Linked DNA regions of Zea mays: region 2 is linked to region 1. A link is a contact called in public Hi-C data. All regions are on one chromosome and are shown on one strand. Each heading gives the region's core, a stretch centred on a gene start, on an enhancer-like site or on the middle of the called end of the contact. The rest is flanking DNA. Distances are from core to core; before and after follow the strand shown.

Region 1 (2,700 bases), core at 153-2,652:
AGGTTACTACTAGATCGTGGTTCGCCATCGATGCTATGCACAGGCCATACTGGATTTCTATGCTTGTTGACATGAATGTGCTTCGCTCCCTTCATGTTTAAGCCTAAGCAGCTTGATGTGCTTGTGCCAAAGACTTTTTAAGAACTGCGCAGCAAACCAACGCTTACATCGTGCTTTTGTGTACAACGATCATCTGCTTGTTGCACCGTACATGTATAGTCTATGGAGCTGTAAACTGTTAGAGTTATGTACTGTTGTACTGAACACCGTTCCGCAACTGCATGTACGCTGTCTTTTAGAGACAGTTGTAGAACCTGCGCTCGCGCCATATGTATTATATTGTCATATTGTATCCTACAATATGTTTGTGTTCCTACAATGTGTTTGTGTTTCTACACTGTGTTTATATATAATGTATATGGAAGTAGGGCGCCGCGAAGCGCGCCTCCTTTTCCTAGTGTGATATATGAGGCGCCGTCTGCCACAGGGCGCATCTAGGCCTGGGCCCATGAGGCCTGAAGGCGGTTACGCCCTTCCAGTCCACTGGTCCAGCAAGATCTATAGGTGTACATTCGGGCCGCCCGGCCCGGCCCGGCCCAAGCCCGAAAAGACCCGTATTGTTTGAATTTCGGGCCGGCCCGGTCCGTTTGAATTTCGGGCCGTGCCGGGCCGGCCCATGGGCCTCGCCCTCGACCCACGGCCCGGCCCGTAATTGCTTAAACGTGCCGGGCTTATTTCGGGCGGCCCGAAATTATAAAAGCCCGAAATTCAATTTTTGGCCCGAAATTCACATTAGGGCCCGAAATTCAATTTTTGGCTCGAAATTCAGTTTTTGGCCCGAAATTCACGTTAGAGCCCTAAATTCAAAAAAATAATAAAACAAATAAAAGATAAGACAAATAAATTTGAACAAAATCAAACTTAATATTTGTATTAAAGTTACCACAGCTATGCAATGACTACCTCGTTTATAAATCATTTTGTTAGAAGAAAAAAGAGTATAATCAGCTCTATACAAAGTTCGTAAGTTCAGTTTATTGTCTAATGTTCATAACAAAAGTAAAATTACATCACACACTCTAATTCAAAGATACAAAAAACATCTAACTAGCATTATCTCTAGCTTTGTGTTCTTTATCAAGTATATGAAAGTGTGGAATTAAGTGTGTTTTAATAAATATATGGGCCTTTTCGTGCCTCTATATGGGCCTTTTCGTGCCTGCCTTAAACGGGCCGTGCTCGTGCCCGCCCATGGGCCGTGACCTCGGCCCAAACTCGGCCCGGCACTAAATTATTTTGGGCCGTGCCGTGCCTGGGCCGTGCTTTTTTTCCGTGCTTCGGGCCGGCCCATCAGGCCCGACCCAAATGTACACCTATAGCAAGATCCTTCATTTCGTACCCTCGTGCGTGGCAAAAGTGGAATGCCGAAAGGGTTTCTCCAAAACCCTCTCCAACAAAATCGCAACCGCCGGCGAGGATCGGCGCCGCCATGTCCCAGATCCTCCGCCACCGCCTGTCGGCTCACTACCACGGAGTCTGCGGCCACTGCTGCCGCCGCCTCAGCTCCGCCGTCTACGGCGGCGGCGGGAGTCGCCGCGCCGTCGCCGCGCCGCCGCAGGACGGCGAGGGCAGCCGAGCGGTGAGGGTGTCTGTGTGGTGGGACTTCGAGAACTGCCACATCCCCAACGGCGTCAACGTCCACCGCGTTGCCCCGCGCGTTTCCGCCGCCCTCCGCGCCGCCGGCATCCGCGGGCCGCTCTCCATCACCGCCTTCGGGGACGTGCTGCAGCTCGCGCGCTCCTCCCAGGAGGCGCTCGCCGCCACGGGCGTCTCCATCTCCCACGTCCCAAGCAGTTGCGTGCTCGCCTCCCCGCCCCATTAATTCTGCTCCGTTCCGTTCCATTCCCTTGTTTTATCTTTTATGATTGCGGGAGCGTCTTCGTCTTCCATAAGTTGTTCCTGCATCTTTTATTGAATGTTTTGTTGGCGGGTTGGTGACTGTATATGCACTTTCCATGGTTTGTGAAGATATGGATGCTAAATTTGACAGGATCTTGTATTTGGTTCATTTCTTTTTTTATTGTTCACAAAGTTTGATCCCTAATTTAGTTGCCACCTGACCACAGGGATGTCCGTCCTCTTGCTGTACGTTAACAGATTGGAAAAATAACTAAGTATTCAGAAAAGTTTGACCGAGGACAACACTAAGACAACTAACATTTGAAACGGCAGGAGTAGATCACATAAGGGGCAATGCTAAGTAGCAAAAGTTGCATTGCTACCCTCAATTTTACAAAGTTGGCATCCTCTATTTTCACTTGATTTTAAATTCTGTTTGGGTTGTGGTTTTTTTATTACTTTGAACTAACAGTGTTGTTTCCATGATGTAGGTGGGAAGAATAGTTCTGACCGCTCTTTTATGGCTGATCTTGTCTACTGGATTGCTCAGAATCCGCCACCAGTTCATTTTTTCCTTATATCTGGCGATAGAGATTTTGCAAACATCTTGCATCGGTTGAGAATGAGCAACTACAATGTACTGCTTGCTTGTCCTAGTAGTGCTACCAGTGTACTGTGCAGTGCAGCAACAATCATGTGGCCTTGGGAAGGCTTAGTTAGAGGAGAGGATTTGTCACCAAAACGTTTTAACAACCCGCCGGATGGTTTACATGGATCTTGGTATGGTCACTACCGAGGAGC
Region 2 (2,700 bases), core at 146-2,645, 490 kb before region 1:
CTTTATGTGCATATACTTCTAGAAGAAGATGTTTTGCCTTATTGATACGATTTTGCAAGGATCAGGGGAGCACATTTCTAAAGTTAGCCCTTGTAGAAGATTCGATAGAATCTAGATCCCAAAGGATCGAAATCTGTCCCAATGACAGTTGTTGTACTCTTTTTCCCTTGGTGAGTTTTCTTGAAGTTTATCACATGAGGTTTTTTTAACGAGGCAACAAAGTGCAAAAAATGCAATTTGTATCACCATGCACTCTTTCTCCACATTTTTTCCACTGAGTTTTTCGGAGTTTTAACGAGGCATGTGTTGGTCGCGGTATTCGCCCAAGGGGGAGTGTTAAGTAACCCTAGTTAGGGTTATGTGGGCAAATACCTGCTTTGCCCTTGAGGGGTCTTACATGTCTATATAAGGAACTTGTACACCCCCTCATAATACAGAGATCAGAAAGAGGCCAGAGGCCCAACCCTATACCATGTGTCTTGTGTGTTTCCTCTGTCGTGCTTATGTGAAGGGAGACAGATCTTCTACAGCTTCTCACGCCTCTACTGCTGACGGGAGGGAAGGGAGCGGATCTGGTGATCCGTGGTGACGTAGTTGTCAACATTCCCAACCAACGACGCGCGTTTTAACTCTCTTCAAGACCCAAACATAGCCGCCGCTCTAAATTCACCATGGAACCATGCCGCTTGGCAAATTCATCCACAACACGTTGAGGTTGTGCGCCATTGCCAAACCGATTCCACCTCTTAGCGCTGTTTGTTTGACCTTTTTTTCAGCTTCTGTTCACCAAAAATTGATGCATAATGCTAAACGCTCTGACTTTTTAGTCTATTTTTATAAGAATCGGTTTAATAAAAACCATTCAAAATTAATATAAACATATGACCATCCATAATCACTTCGTTCTCTATTCTACACTTGCTTCCTATTATAAAATCACAAGCTATTCACATTGACTCATCGCTGAAGCATTAAAGTTTTCATTCTACATTAACCTGAAGCTGAAGCTGCACACTCACTGAAACTGCACCCAACGTTCGCTGAAACTCCACATTCACTGCAGCAGCAGGTGGGAGGTGGCGCAACAGATGCGAGCGAGAGCATCAGACTGATTTCAACGGTTCCCCGCCTCGGCCTCGGCCTCGGCCTCCCCCACCCCTGTAGCCGTTTAGGGCTTGTTTGGCAGCCCAATTCCCTGCAGGGAATATGGTATTTTCCCTGTGTCAATGGCCCACGTGGGAAGATTTCACGTGACACATTTTTTGCATGTTTGGAAGATAGCTTCGCTGGGATACCGGCCCACCCTTGACTCCTTGAGCCATGTTTCCGCGGGGATATTGGTCCGGCCTCCAGACATCAGGCAGCTCTCCCGAGCATGACGCTGTCTCTGTTCACAACTCTTCCGAGCACGCCGCCGTCAGTCCTTTGTCATCATCATCAGCTCAGATCTAGCAGCTTCGCCTTCTCAGGTAAGGGCTCCGCTCACATCTTCATATCCCTGCTACTAGGTTTTCTTCGTTTATCCTCGCTCGGATTCTTGCAGATCTCGCTCACCTTGTAGATCTCGCTCAGATTCGTTTGTTCTCGCCAGACGCGCCCACTTCGCAGCCGCCGCTATGCCTATGCTACCGCATGGGCCTCTGCGCCTGGGAGGCTTGCGGCTGCCAGGCTTAAGTCACGGGGCAGCAGGAGTTCAGTTTTTTTAGGCCTTTGAAACAAGGCTAGCGCATATTAGCATCGAGAGTCAGGAGAGTACGAATGGGAAGTACCGTCATAAAATTATCTTTGCTACTAGCAATAGGAAGCACCGTCATAAAATTAACTCTGGTAATAAAATCGATTGGATATATATTGTTTCTAGGAAACTAGGAAGGATCCCGTGTAGAAAGTGTGGATAGATAGCCTTTTTCATCGGATCATTTGGTTTTTTCTTAAAATATTTCTTTCAAAACAGTCTCACTTTTTTCTTAAGTTGTATTGGTGCTCCCTAAGATCGAAAGCAGGAATACTACTTTTCTGCAAAATCACAAAAATGCACACATTTGGGACCTTTCCTAAGCTGTGTCTTCGAGCAACCAAAAAGCTGATGTTAGTTTATTTTCATTTTTTTGAGAGAAGAAAATTCTTTGCTTGATGCTTAATCAGAGATGAAAATATTGATCATTTTTTACATGTGCGCTGATCATTTTTTTACTGGACTGCTGTCAGGTATAATTGGAGTGCTGTCATAAGTGGAGTGTTGTTAGTTACATGTGTGCTGATCATTCTAATCACATTGTTCGTCGTTAATCATGTGAAGAAAATATTCAAAGTTATAACTTGAATTTTTGTTGAATCTGGCAATTGTATGGCCTAGAATTTATTGTTCATTAGTCAGAAAGACTACTTAAGTTCGTTAGTTCAGGTCTTGCTGATTTACTTTGCAGCAACATGGTATATAAACCTGATGCATTCTCTGATGAACAGACTTTATACACCATCACTCACATTCTGATGAACAGACTTTAATTATAATGGCTAGATGCACTTATTGTTTTCGTTTGTACTCTATAAATCAATTACATGTTTCCTTAGTGGAAGACCACAAGTCTAGACTAGTAGTCTAGTATTGGATCCCTTGGGACTGAATGATCTCTTTATGATTTTGGTTTCAGCTTACATGAGCACATATTGTGTGGCAACAACTTCATTTTGCCATCC

Evidence for each region. A called contact is a pair of places that touch in the nucleus more often than the background predicts.
Region 2: a contact with region 1 is called in a Hi-C map of endosperm, with 2.5 times the contacts expected there. The contact joins the promoter of LOC100274145 here to the promoter of LOC100273919 in region 1. A contact is called at or near these places in 2 of 25 Hi-C or Micro-C datasets (ear and endosperm).

Annotation. Positions count from the first base shown.
Region 1 is chr3:144,204,174-144,206,873 of Zm-B73-REFERENCE-NAM-5.0, reverse strand. LOC100273919 reads left to right here and starts at 1,402. Exons shown (of 3, transcript NM_001320096.1): 1 at 1,402-1,853; 2 at 2,391-2,700. The coding sequence starts at 1,490.
Region 2 is chr3:144,694,733-144,697,432 of Zm-B73-REFERENCE-NAM-5.0, reverse strand. LOC100274145 reads left to right here and starts at 1,395. Exons shown (of 5, transcript NM_001148523.1): 1 at 1,395-1,469.